Regions from separate parts of the Zea mays genome. Here region 1 is linked to region 2. The links are chromatin contacts, called in public Hi-C maps. All regions are on one chromosome and are shown on one strand. Each heading gives the region's core, a stretch centred on a gene start, on an enhancer-like site or on the middle of the called end of the contact. The rest is flanking DNA. Distances are from core to core; before and after follow the strand shown.

Region 1 (3,937 bases), core at 6-2,505, 150 kb after region 2:
AGTAGGAACCGTAACATAAAATCTGTTTTATTCAGGTATAACTGAACCCAACTGAACTAGTCCACGATTCTGGTTCTCATTTTTTCATCACGAAGAAAAGAAATCTAAAAAGGACCCACAAAAGCTGGAGGCGTTGACTCCACTTCATTAATCTTACATGCCCGTCTTTAATCTTGCATGCACGTCCGGATGGGCAAGGGCGCAAGGCTCCAGGCCTCCAGCCATGCAGTTGCATGTATGTGCCATTACTTCCATGCGCCATCACATACATGCACCATCACGAGTTCACGGCAGCATGCAAGCAAGTCAGTGGCCCCACCTGTATCTATCGTAGGAGCAATTAGCGGAGTCAAGTTCGCGGTCAGTAACTGCCTGCATGGACGATCCACTCCTCTCTGCGCGTGTGACGCACGATCGAGGCCCGCCAGCGAGGTAGCCAGGATGCCCGCAGCGGAGGCGCATTGAGCAGCGGGCCCACGCGACGCAGTAGGATCAGCGGTGCGCGACGTCAGGTCAGTGCAGCGCGCTAGGCGGATTGTTGCATGGGCACGTTCTTTGGAACCCACCAGAGATTGTGGAGCAGCAAGGACTCCCACCGAAACAAACATGAGAGCAGGAAGTTCCGCTAGGTGAGATCCTATGAACAGTAGATCTAAAAAAATACCGTTCGATTGCGTAGAGGGTAATCGAAGTCTGTCGCGTAGGACAGTTCGGCTAGGCCGGTGACCTGCCGGCTCGATGAAGAGTTGATGCAGATCTGATCCCGCAGCAACGTGGAGGTAGAGCGTGCTGATAACGTGTTGAAAACTACGTTACCACGGATCACCAGATCCGCTTCCTTCCCTCCCGTCAGCAGTAGAGGTGCAAGAAGCTGTAGAGAACCCGTCTCCCTTCCCATAAGCACGACAGAGGAAACACACGATACACATGATATAGGGTTGGGCCTCTGGCCTCTTTCTGATCTCTGTATTATGAGGGGTGTACAGGTACCTTATATAGAGATGTGAGACCCCTCAGGAGCAAAGCAGGTATTTGCCTATATAACCCTAACTAGGGTTACTTAACACTTCTATCATATTGTGGGTTTAAAGCTTATCTGTTGCCCTGCTTTTTAACATTCATTTTAGGCTGAATTGATTTTGAAGAAATGTAAGGATTTTTTTTTAAAAAAAGATAACGCAGGAGGCCAACTACCGAGGAAAGCCCAGATAATTACACACTAGCTTCACGGTGAAGGCAGTCGGGGTCACAATTCACAACTCCCAACCCAATCCAGCCCAGCAATCAACAATTCCCCCGGTCGTTTTCACTTGACATCCCCCGTCCCATAGATCGCCGGCGATGGCTCCGGCCGTTGCCGCGGCGGCGTCGGCGGCGATGAGGCAGGCACTGCGGGACCGGCAGATCCTCGATGCCGTGGGCACTGGCGCTGCGGCGCTCTCGCTGGCAGGCTCCTCCTTCATCGTGATCTGCTACCTCCTCTTCCGCGAGCTCCGCAAGTTCTCCTTCAAGCTCGTCTTCTACCTAGCCGTCTCGGTGAGTGGCCTGCTCGAACTTAGATGCTTTTCAAGGGTTTTCGGGTTTGAGCCGCTAGTTGTGCGATGTATCGTGGCTGTTATTTCAAAAATAGCCATGAATAACCACAGAGCCGCTAGGTGTTAGCCTTCAGTGTCATTGAAAATAGTCGTTCATGGCTAGCAAGGAAAATGGTCATTCATCACACACCCTTAGTTTAGAAGAGGTGTGAGTTAATTTTATGCATATTAGATGCATTAGTTCTCCACTTCTCCAGAATCTGGTGTCATCAGTAAGCAGGGAACTGGACCTTCAGAAATGTGCATACCATCGTCAATTTTCACCTACGAGGTAGATTTCAACAGTTGTGTGATAACCTTAGTCTAGTGCCGTCATAGCACATACTGTACATGTTTTACACTTGGATTTGGATTTTGTTTGAAACACCATTCCAATTCCAGTGGTTAAAGTATGACACTAAGATATTTAAGGGGTATTTGGCATCGCTCGAGAGCAAAACTCCAAGAGAAACTGGCCAGAGCTAGCCAATACCTTAACTCTAGAGTTATAAACTCCATAGAGTTTTGAGGCTGCAGTATTCTTAAAAAGCAACCTATACATGGAGTTTGAAGGTATTTATCCACCACTGGCACTTATGAGAAAGCAATCTAGACTCCAGAGCACAGTTGCTCCACCTAGAGTTTTGAAGCAGAGTTGCTTTAGAGTGGAGCAGAGTTATGCCAAACACCCCCTTGAAGTCTTGAGTCTATGATTTGTTGCAGGGACACATGTGCTCTGCCTCCAATTGGATAGTGCCTACTGCCTAGATCACTAGATGGGAATGGGAGCATATTTTTCATACATATAGTTCAGAGTTCATTCTTAAATATGGAATCAGCTGGTGTCATATTACTTATTTTGTTGAATATTGAAACCAATGGCCATAATAAGCACCTAGTTAACTAGTTCATCACTTGACAACTAGTTTGTTTTTGAGAAAAAGGAAAAAAAATGATGTTACATGTCTAGTTGCTTAGCTGACACATAGAAACATTAGCTGAAGCTTGGTTTGTTCATTATTGCTATTGCTCTAGCTGTTTCATGTTTTATGATAACTTTGTTGTCAATTGCAGGATATGTTTTGCAGCTTATTCACTATATTGGGGTATGTTGCATTTCTTCTCCTACACATAAATACTTCCTCAGTTTCATGCTCAGTGTTAATTTACTTTTGCTATTAACAGCCTACCAGAATGAAGATATGCAGAATCAGTTATGCTTATTATTCAATTCATGGCCAAGTAATTTGAACCTTACCCTTGTATTCTGCTTACTAAGAAATATCAATGCCAGTATTAAAACAGAATAATTGTTTTTTTTGTTTAAGAAAAACACACCAGACTATTCTTTCTCTCATTTGTCTCTGTGTCTGAATGCATATTTTGGTTATGTGCTCATGGTAAAACATTTCTTAACGATGTTTTCTTATGTTGCAGGGGGCCATCGAATGCATTTTACTGCTTTGCACATGACTACAGTGCTCATTTCTTCTGTGTGGCTTCTTTTCTATGGACAACCACCATATCATTCACTCTGCATCGCACAGTTGTAAAACACAAAACTGATGTTGAAGAATTTGGATCTATTTTCCACTTATATGTGTGGGGTATGCAAACTGTCGATTACATATTTGCCTTTGTTTGAATTTATATTTTCCAAATTAAGTAACATTTTGGACAAGTTAGAGAACAGTTTCTGGAGAGACCTTGTGTTGAAAGAAATAACAAATTTTTATCCATATGATTCAGTGTTCTTGACAAAAGCTAAAATTGTCCATACCATTTATTTATGTTTGATGTATTGTGTTGCAACTGTTTGATAACACATAGGTTATAATGTCCCTTAGAATTTTTTTAGATTCAATGTGTGTACTTATTTTCATCAGTTTCTTCTGTTACTTTTGGGTCCTTCTGTGCCGTGTAAGAAGCCAATCTTGCAAGTTCCAATCCATTTACCTGTCCATAATCTGCACCTGTGTCTATAACTGTTGAATTTATTTAATTGTTAATATGTTTAGGCCTCATTTGGTAGAGCTCCGCTCCATGATTCTCTAGCTCCGAGAGCTAATTCTCCAATAGAGTGATTCCAAATAATTCTCAAGTAGAAGTGAATCTATTTGACGAAAACCGTTTGGCAAATTGTGCGTGAAGTGATTCATGAGAGGTTAGAGTGTGGGGAGCAGGTTGGGAGCAACGGGAAGCATGTTTTTTTGGCTTCCACTCTCTAGTATAAAATGGAGACTAAATTCACTTCACTCTCACCATGGAGCAATTCAGTTTCTAGCCACTTGGCTTTCTAGAAGTGATTCTCGCTGGGAGCAGAGCTGTGGGAGCTCTGCCAAACGCCCTAGTATCTCAGGCTA
Region 2 (3,920 bases), core at 1,017-3,516:
ATCCAGCAAGGGACAGTTCAGGCCCTTGTTCAACTTTCTCAAAAGAAGTGAAGTCTGGAATAATGTCATCCGGAAGCTGCTTATGCCAAAACTGGTGTGCCTCATCATCTGAGTTATTAGACTTTGATGGCTCAGGCCTATCTAGAATTGTTTTTCCAGAAGAACCCCTGAAATCTGACTTATCTAGAACTGTACCATTTCCAAAAGATGGTTTAACAAATGACGGTACAAACTCCGCTGCATTGGGATTTAATGATGTGACTTTACTAGCTAAGACTGAACATGCATCTCCACTATTTGAAACAACTTTATTTAGTGAACTCATCTTAACAGATATTGTATGCAAGGTTACATGTAAAAGGGAGATGCTTTCAATAATGATTTACCCAAGCCCTGCGAAGAAATGGAAAAAAGAGTTATGTAAAGGCATGGTGGAGCACCCAATCCTTGGACGAACACTAAAAAGTAGACTTTTCAAGGTTCATCAATGTAGCCTAAATAGAAAACTTGTCAGTGAAATACTCTTAAAAATGCAGTGGTCTACAAGAATAAAGTCCCTACTTACAGGTTGGCTACAGCCATTTATTATTCACACACAATTACTTCCCCCTACCATAAATATATGTCCATCCATGCTTGTCCCAACTCAAGCTATTTTTTAAACTTTGACTATCCATATACATAGAAGTCTTATCTTAAATGAAACTGTTTTTAAAAGTGAATCTAATAACAACAATCTCCTATTGTCAATGTACATAAATTTTTTATTGATGGTCAAAGTTGACTAAGTTTGACTTACGACAAACCTAGATGTATCTATATTTACGGCCAGATGAAGTAGATATAATAATCAGAAAGCATCAGGTAGCTCTTTGTTAGTAGATCTTTACAATAGGATAATACTTGAATAGTAATAAATGACTTCCTGGTTCCTATAATGAAAACCACAATTAAATAAATTAGACAGTGCGGCCAAGGTTTTCTTAGAAGAGCCTCCTTATCGCTATTGCTTCAGAAAGCATTTTCCTTATTATCCCAGTCACAGTGAGGCGGTTATGCCACCACCAACATCAATCAAATTGGTAATTCCCAAAGACCCAAGAATTGTAGCTTTCTTTCCCAAAACCGATAGCATGTTCAAACAGAAACAAAAAGCAGATGTTTCCTGTCACTCATATGCATGCGTCCTTTACTAAAAGAAGATGCAGCAGGGTACTGCATCATAAAGGAAGTGTTTTCTTTGCAACATGGTGTTCGTTTGCACCCTCCAATTTCACAACTATAAGCTGTTCAGCTGAGCTTAAACAGACGACTGCTGCAGCCATTCAACAGTGCTTCACTGAGTAGTTTCCAGCCATAGCTGCAGCGGTTGCAGCTGTGCTTTAGCTAAAGCGAACGCCGTGTATGTTTTTTTTTCTGGTCAACTAAACATTGTTGTGTATACATACATAAACAGCAATCGAAGCAGACAATAGGCAACAAAATAACGAATTAATGCTGTTATCAAATGAGCCAGCAACGGATAAACTTGAGATGCTGCCCTAGTAGCCGTTCTCAAACTGAAGCCCTCAAGGCTTCAAACCCATCAATTGCTTGCAACTCCAGCCACAATCATACTAATAATTACACTTGAGCGCAGCCAAAATAGCAATAAAAAAGTTGAGCAAAGAGTGCACCTGCTTTGCTTAATTGCTCTGCACGCTCACGACGTCCAACCGACGCTACAGCCTACAGCGGCGTGAAAAAAGAAGAGCTGTTTTTTAACTCCACACACGGAACAGGAATTACCAACCGACCGACCCAGTGTACCCGATTCGGACCAGATCTTCGTGGAATTCACCAGATCTATCTAGAGAAGAAACAGGGAAACAGGAAACCAGTACCTTCCCGCCGGTCGATGAGCTGATACGTAGCGCGCTCAGGCGACTGGCCCATGGGGCGGCTGGCCTCAGGCGGGGCAAGCTAAAAAGAGCCCTCCCGCCCGCCGCGGTTCGGGCTCTCCTTCCTGAACAAGGTCGAGTTCGGCTCCGGATCCGGCTGGGCCACGGGGAAGTCGGAGGCGGACGGGTGCGGACGGAGACGGGGGCGGAGAGGTGGGGGTGAGCGGACAGAGCGAAGATGGGCGTGGTCGCTGTGGATGGAGGCGAGGCGGGTGGGTGGGTGGACGGGTGAGGCCGTGAGCTGAGGTGAAGGCGAGGTGAGGTGAGGGAGATGGGGTGGTGGAGTTTGACCCGACGCGGCGGGGGGTGGCCGGGTGGGGCCCGCGCGGCCAGTGTAGGGCGCGGTGGCGTCGAGGGGAAGGGTGCGGCGCGGTGGGTGGCGGCCAGCCTCGGGATCCGGGTCCAGCACGGGCGCACGCGCACCTGGCGATCGGATGGGCGTCGGCCGATACGAATATGCACGCGCACCTGGCGATCCGGGTCCTGCAGTCCTGCTTCTCGAGCCGGTGCGGTACCGTGCGCAGGGTTGCTTCTCCCGTGCTGGTCGCGTCTGCGTTGGCTGAGCCAGCCAGGTTCATGGCCTCTGGGGAAAAATAAAAAAACTTTAATTTAAGCACCTCATATCCAGCCAGGTTCATCACGAGCATCTCCATCTCAATAATCCTAATCTCAAACTTTAATTTAAACAAAAATATAAAAAAAACAAGTCTCCAATAGATCTGTATCAACACCTCGTATCCCTCCGCACACGAGAAATACACATCACCTGCAGAAATCTTCGCATGGACTTTCCCTCCCAATCCTGGTCCGATCTCGCCTCCAACTCACGAATGCTCTCTTCCAAATAGCCAGAACAGTACATCTGTTCAAAAGGGTAGTTGTTGACGCCGATCTGAGCTTCAATCATTATGAGCTATATCAATGTCGGTGCTATCTGCAGTAGCGTGGGCGGTCTGCAATCTAGGGTCGGACGGTCCACGACCTGCGACGGGAGTGAGTTCTTCTCTGCGCCGAAGTCGGACGGTCCGCGTCTGGTGGCCGGATGGTCCGCGTGTACGCAGAGGCGACGGCGTTCGCTAATAGCATCTGGATCTGACCCCTGAGAGGGACTCCTCAGTTAGGAAAGATCCTAGGAGTTGTCTTGTGATCGGCATGCCACCCAATATACCTTCAGACGACGTAGAGCCGAAGAGAGGTGAAAACGGAGATGAGAAGGCTAAGTTACTGCTACTTCTAGGGCATGAAAAGTATAAAAATGATAACTAGATTGATTGATTCGATTGTTGATGATTTAATTAGTAGTACTCCTTCAAATATATATGGGGTCTAGACCCATTCCTAAGCGTTTTCCAACAACTCCCACAGGTTTAGAGGGATAAACATGCCTGGAGAAAGGATTTTAGCTGCCTCATCTAATCCTAATGTGGACTGCCCGCGCCTATAGATGGACTATCCGCAGTCCGGACCGTATAGGGCTCAGGGCCAGACCGTCCACCCGTACCTAGTGCCACAGATGGTGCTCAACACATACCCCTGCCTTTTGGGAAAGTTGAGCAAACCAAAAGCACTGGTGCGGACTAGAATCAACTCGAATATGTCAATATTAGTTTCTCTAAACATCTTGCCACATATTAGGATGATATTGCTTCAAGAAACGACCATTCAGTGCCTTGGGTAGGTCCACACCTTGTAAAGTCTGTAACATGTATGCATTGCTAACTATTACCTGTGTGATTCTATAAGGGTCTTCCCAGCTCGGTGACCATTTGCTAACTATTAGTGGCAAGATGGTCTTCCACACCATATCTCCAACCTAGGATGATTTATCTTGACCTTCTTGTAGTAAGTTTTAGCAACAATGATCTTGTCTTTCTCGATTTCTCCTAGAACCATCAAACTCTTGTCGGTCACTTCATCGATATTGTCAATCATCAAATTATAATAATCACCGATAGGTAGATCATTATGCTTATCAAACAT

Evidence for each region. A called contact is a pair of places that touch in the nucleus more often than the background predicts.
Region 1: a contact with region 2 is called in a Hi-C map of ear, with 3 times the contacts expected there. The contact joins the promoter of LOC100280504 here to the promoter of LOC100281580 in region 2. A contact is called at or near these places in 6 of 25 Hi-C or Micro-C datasets (bundle sheath, ear, endosperm and 2 more) and 1 of 3 datasets of contacts at active chromatin or transcription factors (seedling).

Annotation. Positions count from the first base shown.
Region 1 is chr6:119,614,035-119,617,971 of Zm-B73-REFERENCE-NAM-5.0, forward strand. LOC100280504 (G protein-coupled receptor) reads left to right here and starts at 1,256. Exons shown (of 9, transcript NM_001153424.2): 1 at 1,256-1,536; 2 at 2,649-2,680; 3 at 3,012-3,181. The coding sequence starts at 1,342.
Region 2 is chr6:119,467,856-119,471,775 of Zm-B73-REFERENCE-NAM-5.0, forward strand. It overlaps LOC100281580 (smr domain containing protein), which reads right to left and starts at 2,267. Exons shown (of 7, transcript NM_001154499.2): 1 at 1,884-2,267; 2 at 1,677-1,728; 3 at 1-393. The coding sequence starts at 325.